Regions from separate parts of the Arachis hypogaea genome. Here region 2 is linked to region 1. A link is a contact called in public Hi-C data. All regions are on one chromosome and are shown on one strand. The core of a region is the stretch at or near the end of the contact, and the rest is flanking DNA. Distances in the headings are between cores, read along the strand shown.

What was found. Hi-C and Micro-C count contacts between places; a contact is called where the count stands out from the background.
Region 2: a contact with region 1 is called in a Hi-C map of leaf, with 5 times the contacts expected there. The contact joins the promoter of LOC112722614 here to the enhancer-like site in region 1. A contact is called at or near these places in 2 of 8 Hi-C or Micro-C datasets (both in leaf).

Annotation. Positions count from the first base shown.
Region 1 is chr11:130,144,747-130,149,069 of arahy.Tifrunner.gnm2.J5K5, reverse strand. No RefSeq gene overlaps it. Among protein-coding and RNA genes, the nearest start is that of LOC112722615, 19 kb to the right of the region's middle. Within about 2 kb of position 2,454, at least 3 of the 3 cell types and tissues checked have open chromatin away from gene starts, as enhancers often do.
Region 2 is chr11:130,188,466-130,192,788 of arahy.Tifrunner.gnm2.J5K5, reverse strand. It overlaps LOC112722614 (agamous-like MADS-box protein AGL8), which reads right to left and starts at 1,847. Exons shown (of 8, transcript XM_025773708.3): 1 at 1,451-1,847. The coding sequence starts at 1,623.

The DNA of each region.
Region 1 (4,323 bases), core at 1,205-3,704:
CGCAGAACGAGTGTTGCATCAATATTGACTTTGGTTTTCACAATTCGTCCTTCCTTTCTCGCACATTGAAAAAGTCAACCTCTAACACCTCTCCAAGTTGCTTGCCTATTTTTTGTCCAAGTTCTAGGGTTTTACAGTGTTTCGGAAGACCCCCAATTTGAATCCAAATAGGTACATACGAATAATCTTGCTCTTCTATTACCATTCCTTCCTTCCATTGCCTAGGATGAATGATAAAGTTTTTGAATAACCATGATGATCCACGTTCAATTAAAAAAAAATTGAAACATATTATCATCATGGTCTATAACCCTAAACCCCTCAAGTCTCCCCCATATTGCTCATAGGGCTACCTCCAAAGTACCAACTGAGAAGGTAGTGTCTACCATTAGCCATCCTATCAGACTTTTTCCACAATTCTCCAATTCTACCTTGATATCGTTTGAGTTAAACTGCAAGTTCTCACAGTCGTCTTTCTCAAATTCATCACATTATCTTTCATCAATCTTCTCCTTCTCTGTCATACAATATATACACCTTGTAGTCACAGCACAATAACAGGTCACCAATAAAAAAAAAAGAATTTGCTCTTCTAAAAAAATTCTAGCAAAACACAATTTATTCTTCTAAAAAAATTGGTTTAATTACTCTGTTGGTCCTATAGTTTTGCAAAATTTTCAATTAGGTCTCTATTGTTTTTTTCTTTTAATTGAGTCCTTGCACCAAATTTTATTTTTAATTGGGTGTCTATATATTTTTTTTTATTTGAGTGTCTGTACCAATTTTTTTTTTTAATTGGGTTCCTATATAATTAGACCAATTACTATTAAGAGGGACCTAATTAAAAAAAATTTTGGTACAGAGATCTAATTAAAAAGAAAAAAAAGTATAAGGACCTAATTAAAAATTTCACAAAACTATAGAGATCAATAGAATAATTAAACCAAAAAAATTATAACAGAGAGTACTTGGTAGTGTAAGTCCTTATTCTCAAACTTAGTGCTTATTAATTCCTTTAGTGAATCTAAAAAATAAAAAATATACTTTTTTAAAATAAAAAATAGGGACTGATTTAGTTTGTGTAATTTATCATCGGTTTTGCTTTATTTTAAAGAAAAATAAATAAATATTAACACGCTTATTATTTTTTATGTGTGAGAGAGAGAAGTGTATAACAAAAAATTGTGAAGAGATGTGTGTTTTATACTGGTATGAGATATATAAATCGGAGGCACCGATTTGTCTATATTATTTTTTTTATAAACAAACAATCACAAATCGGACAGTCCGATTTGTGATTTCGAAAATAAAAAAAATTTTAATGTTGAAATCGGACCATCCGATTTTTATTTTAAAAAATAAAAAAATAAAAAATACAAATTGGACCATCTGATTTGTAGTTTATTTTTTTCTTCAAATAAATTGGACCCTCTGATTTGTAGTTTATTTTTTTTTCAAACAAATCGAACTGTCCGATTTAAATAAAACACTATATAAAAAAAATACTTAATCTTCCAATAACAATATATTACACATATATTTAATCAATAAAAAAAAATTAACCAATATTAACACCCTTGTTATGTAGTTGTCTTGGGTGTTGTTGCCTACTTTGCCTTGTTGCTTTCGCGTTTAGCCGGTTTAGGTTTTCGTGCTCAACGCTAAAATAAAATAATATATTACAAATAAATTTATAATACAAATAATATAATTCAAATAATTACCTTCAATGATGAATCCCTAATCAATGATCAATCTATTTGGGGACGACAGCTGCCCCCACTCTGTCTTCTTCCGTCGCTGAACATAATATAAACACAATAAATTAAAATGATTTGTGTTGTAAAATGTAAACATTGTTGTTCAATCAAACTCCATGTTGCTACTTGCTACAAATGCATAACTTTTTATGATTTTAGTGAAAACCTTTAGTTTGTTTAATATTATTTTATTCAATACGTTTCATGTGCGCGTAAACTTTTAATTCAGCATAGGCATAGCATTTGTATCCCGAAATGACATTTAAGGTGAGAAGGGAACTGAATGTGATAAAAAAAAAGAGAAACAAAATGGAGATTATGATTAAAAATAAAAACATAAAAAAATATTTGACATGAACAGAATATTCTTTTTGGATTACATATTTGAGTGTGTCTGTCGGGTGTGTTTACCAAAAGGCACTCATTTCATTGCTAATTAAGGCCCCAAGGTCTGAGGCCGAACCCATAATATTGGCCTGCTGCTTTTTCCTTTTGACTTTAAAGTTTCCACAGTCCTCTGACCCAAAAAAAAAAAAAAAAGTTCCACAGTCCTATCAATTGTTTGTGTTTAGAACAAACCTTTTTTGCTTTTTAATTTTAGTGTTAGGTTTTCAATGGTGTTTTTAAATAATGTGAAGACTGTGGTGAGACTTGTCCCAATAGTAAATACATTTGCCTCTTAAAAATGTCACATGGGTTTGAATTTCTTTTGATGAAAAAGAGAGTATCAATGGGTGTGGAAGTGGGGTGGGTGTGTGTTTTGTGTTGTATTGACTAAAAAAAAATAATGTGAAGACTCGATGTATTTTTCTTTTTATGTGGAGAGTACAAATTTAAGGGTCGTAACTTTTATTTTTTTTAGTTAACATATAAATTTGAGGACTAGATTTTTTATTTTAAATTTTTTTAAACATACAAATTGACTCTTATATTTGTATTTTAATATTAATTTTTTAAATATGCAAATCAGATTTTTTGATTTGTTTCATAATGAAAAACAAATTATTTCAATACAAATTAGACCTTTTGATTTATGAACTTAGAAAATTTGACTCTCTGATTTCTCTAGAAATTTTATTATTCTTTAAATTTGAGGTAAAATTAAAAAAATTAAATTCATATAAAAAAACACACAAATTAACTATTAGGATGAATTATACACAATAATTATCTTTCATATCTAAAAAAATTAGCCAACTTTTTTCAGAGTTAGAAGATCAGAAAATAATAAAATTTATTGATATCTATCTTAAAAATATTAGGGATTTTTTCTATGATATTTTTTAGATTTGTCGTCTAGAGTTAATTTGTAGATTTTAACTTCATTTAAGGATATATTGCTAACTAATAGACTCTTATATATACAAGATAATCTTCAAATCTTCGACACTTATTTAAATTAAACGGACATGCGAATTGACTATTAGTTAAGAATATCATAAAAAAATATATTTTACGAAAATTATTAGAAATCTTAAATTTTAATATAAAGTACATAAAATTTTTCAAAAAATATTATTATACTCCTGAAACATATTATAGACAAATTCTAAAAGTTATTTTATGTCATCATTTCTCATATTAATAGGAATGAATTCTTTCTTTTATTTTTCAATTGCAAAGTGCAATTTTTTACTATTTACTTTTTAAGTATTAAGAAAAGACATTTAGGAGAAGATATTTTTAAGAAAGACTACATGTAACAATATCAATTTTTTAAAAATTTGAAAATATATTAGATATACATTCCTGATATAACTAACTGATTCTAATTGTTTGAACAAAACTTGATTGTAATGGATATAACATCAGAAAATAATATCTTTAAGATATTTTTAAACTGGGACTTGTTATAATATCTCAAAAAAAATATCATGGAATTATTTAGCAGAATTACGAGGATGAAGGGAAATCAGAAATGTATCCCTCAATGATATGAAGTGTCAGATGCTTGAGAAAAATCAATGGTCAGCCCAACTGAGGGAACATTATCATCACAAGCTTAGTAACATCCACATATTTCAATTCTTGGGCTATATCAATAATATCTTCATGAAATCATATCGTCACTGCCTTTTTATCTTCATAAAGATTCTTAGGCGGTTAGGCCTTAAATTTTAAGGCATGGGTGGTGCCGTGCACGGTGGTAGAAGGTACAACACAAGCTTAAAGAAGCCTAACACAACATGCCATACATGACACTTGTCAATTCCCTAAACTCTTTTTCTTTTGAAAGGATATTTTTTTTTTAATTTCTCTTAGCTTGTCAAAAAAATAATTAAATCAAAACTTAAATTTTATAGTTTTTATAATTTTTTCAATTAATAACTTTCTTTAAATTCAATTTTAATAACATTTTTTTTATCAGCCATCACAAAATATTAGAAAAAGGCTATTAATGATCATAGTAATACTATAATATTTAAGAGACAATAATAGAAAATAAATTTAAATATTTTAAAATTATTTTATTCAATATTTATTAATTATTACTATAATAATTATATAATTTCGAATAATAATAATAATAATAATAATAATAATAATAATAATAATAATAATA
Region 2 (4,323 bases), core at 598-3,097, 44 kb before region 1:
ATTTTTATTAACTTTTATTTATTCAATTTTTTCTATTTTTAACTTTAAAATGATATCTCAACTAAACACCAATTTAAATATATAAACAATATTTTTTTCATATTCAATATGAAATTTAAATTCTCAGTATTTGATTAAAAAAGAGATGAATCTCTTTCCCTCAATTATACCCCCAACTAGGATATGTATAAAAGCTAAATATCTGAGCCAGGATATAGGGAAAGAAAAGCTGGCTATGAAAAAACAAAAACAAATATCTGAGCCTGGAAATGGTGAAAGAAAACCTGGCTATGGAAAAAAACAATAAATACTAATAACATGAGTATCTAATGTTATATGGATAGATGTATTGTATATTGATATATTCATTTAGAATGCTCCATTGCTCCGTCCTCATGTGCCTAAATTCTCTTTGTACTTATTATCTAATAGTAATAATAATAAAAAAATTTATGTAGACACTAAAAAATTAATCACTAAATTAATTATTATATATTTATGTATAAATATATATTTTAATGATTAATTTTTTTAAAAAATATTAAAAAATTATTAAAATTTATTATTTTTAACTATTAATAAATTATTAATAATTATAAATATACAATAAAATATATAATTAAATTATTAAACTAAAAAAATTAAAATAATAATTAAATAATAATTAAAAATAATAAATTCTGATTCTACCTAATATTTTTTTTTATACTGATAGTGTAATAATAAATTGCTAATCCCCCTTGGGATATTCCATAATCTGTGCTATTATTTTTCATTAGATAATTTAACAGGCAGCAGCACTAATATCAAGAGGTGATATATAGATATTTTATATGGATCACTTAATTATTTATATATTATTAAGTGCACTATGTATCCTTGGATATAAAAAAGGTGGTGCAGTTTCTAAAATGAATTTGTCTTTACACGATTCTTACAGTGTTTGGTCAATTTTCTGAAGTTTTCTCAGGTTCGTGTATGCGCGAATATATATATGTCAGATGGAGATGCCCCCTTCTCATCTCAAAACTTACGTACGCATTACTATTATCCATATGAGGAAATTCAAATTATTAGCCAAACTTATTAGCTTCTCTAATAAGCACCCAATCCCAATCTGGTTCAACAAAATACTATCTTAATTAGGAATATGAAAGTTAATCAAACTTAATTAAGTATAAAGCAGAGTTTGTTACACATAGAAAGCATATATATAAGAGGAAATAGGAAATGTAAAAGCATATATACTCTTACTACTGCATATGGACAGTACTCTTAATGTAAAACAGATGAAAACACATAATCGGTGGCGTTCTTAATTAAGTAATTTCGACACAGAAATTAAACATTTCACTAATTAATCAAGATCCATATTATGTATAGTTATGAGCAGTAAAATTAAGTAAAGGCGATTTTGGATTCGAGAGAGGGAGAATGAAAAGGTACGAACCAGGGATCGAAGAGCTTGCCTTTGGTGGAGAAGACGATGAGTGCGACTTCGGCATCGCATAGCACTGAGATTTCGTTTGCCTTCTTCAGCAAACCAGATCTTCTCTTTGAGAACGTGACTTGCCTATTAATCTTGTTCTCGATCCTCTTCAACTGCACTCTTCCCCTTCCCATCGATCCAAGTTCCCTCTCTCGATCGATTCTCTCTCTCACCGTACCTACCTACGTATACGTATACACATACGCATGCACTACCTAGCTACCTTCTTTTCCTCAATTGTATACGCTTGAAGAAGCAGCGAAGAGAGAGAGAGGGATATATAGAGAGAGAGACTTTACCACAAATCGGTGAGTTGAATTTTCAATTCTCTGCTCTCCTCACTCCTCTTGCTTGCTTTTTGTTTTGTTTTGGTTTGGTTTGGTGTTTTTATTAATTAATTAAAAAAATTGAAATGAAAAATTATGATTGGTGAATGTTACTAATAAAATTCGGAATTGGGAAAAAGAAAAGAAACCGCTGATGGTGACGGGAGAGGTGGTTTTCCAATACCAGAGCGGATTCGTCAAATTCGTTGTCGATTTATGATTGGCTACTCAGATTGTCGTTATCAATTCTTTCACTGTAAAGTTAGTACAAAGCTCTTAGCGGATCAATTAATTATGTGGTTAGATTGAATAAAATAAGGAGATTAAATTAAGCATTCATAGGCTACCCATCACTTCAACTCCAACCGCCGTAGAAAACAGTGGTTAACTGCTGTTAATCTCATCAACACTATTAGATGGATGTACTGGCACATATTTAAGTGACACAGACTATTCAGAATTTAGATGTTTCAATAATTTGTCTTTATATTATATAATTAAGATTAAGGATTAAAATGTATCCATGTTGATGAATTAGCAGATTTTACTCCAAATAAAAAAATAGTTTAACAGAAAAATTATCTATTGAAAATTTAAAATGATGTGGTGTTATTAATTATTTTTAGAGGAAAGAATAAGACTAACAAAATTCATTGATAAAATTACTATGATTTTGTGAGGTAAAAATGCTATGTTAGATTAGACCAAATTTAAATTTTTAATAGATTAGGCCAATAACAAAATTTGTTAGTCTAAGTTTGATCTGAAGTATGCAATAAACTTAAAGTATGTTAAAAGATTTAAAATATTATTTATATACCAAAATTAGTCATCAGTAATTTAATTCAATTTTAATGTATATTTTATACTTTAATATTATTTTATATTAATAATTAATTTTAATGACTAATTTTAATATATATTTAGTATGGTTATAACATGTTTAACTGTCTTAACTCAAAATAAATAAGTAATAAATAATTAAAAATAAAAATATATAAATATAATCAAATAAATAACATAATAAATAAACTTATATAAATATCATAAAAAGCTATAAAGTTAAACTCTAGTTATTACACTTTTTAGTTTTTACATGCCCAAACCAGCTATACACCTTTACAAGCCAAACAAACTATTCTTGTGAGTTGTGAGTTTAATCCTAACCTATTTAAAGAAGAAAAAGAAAAGAATAAGTAAATAATTTTTAATCAGTTAATTTTAAATAACTGTAATTAATAATCATTAATTTTATATTTTTAAAAATAAAATTTAAATAATTATTAATTAATAACAATTAATTAGTATTAAGTACAGTTTAAAAATATTTGTTGTTTTATTGATGACTAAATTTCTGTTGATTATCTAGTGGGATTATTAAAAAAAAAATAATTAAACTTGTAAAATAGTTTGAACCTCCTCCACTATGCACGCTACTCAGCTTTATGTAAAACAATGAAACAAACAAAACGAAACTATGAATAATTTTTATACTCTGGTACTAGTAATAGTACATCATCACCCTCTTCATCTATTTTGGTAAAATGTGAGAGCTTTTCCATATAACAAGAAAAATGCATTCAATAACAGAATTTTCCTACTTATTTTTATAAAGGAAAATATAACGTATGATGTATAAATAGTCACAACAAATTGTAAAAAAGAAAAAACAAAACATGACAAATTAGTTTATATATGTCATTAAAAGTTCAAACATCATTATAAAAATTTTGAATATTCTATCCATTACTTAATAATATATAGTGTACGTGATACATGATGGTTATTATTTTCGAGTAGTTGATGATTAGCTTTCTGCATTACAAACTTATTAATATATATACTAATTACCATACCATTTATTTACACTAATTATATAATAATCAACCTACTCCGCCGGATATAAAAAGTAGCATCTTAATTTGCTATTATACATCTCAGTGATGATGATAGTTAGGTCAACATTGCATTGAAAATATCAATAAGGACAACACTGTTTATATACAGTGATAATGATACTATTAATGTTGAAAAATATCACTGCTGAAAACGTAGTATTAAAAAAATTAGAGAATTAACTAATATTAATTTAAATATAAAATTTTGATTAATCAGTAATATAAAATATTTTATATAATTATTTAATTATATCTACCTTTTTATAATTACCGGCGTGATCAAAGTAAATACTAATGTAACATTACATTATCAACAAAAAACAGTTTTACACGTGCATTAAATTGCATAATATTATATCAACAAAAATAATTATCTTCTAAAATAATTGCATAACATATTTTATACGATTAGTATATTAAAATTAAATTCAAACAAATTTAATCTCACCTAATATTTATAGTTAAATATTAACCTAGAACAACTACATGATATGATTTTCCACTAATTTTATACACAAGAATTGGCAACACACAGAAATATGCAGGTGACTGACCCTTTTGCTGTAAATATATAAAAATGTTGTCATGCACACCTGAGGCAAAAGAATTC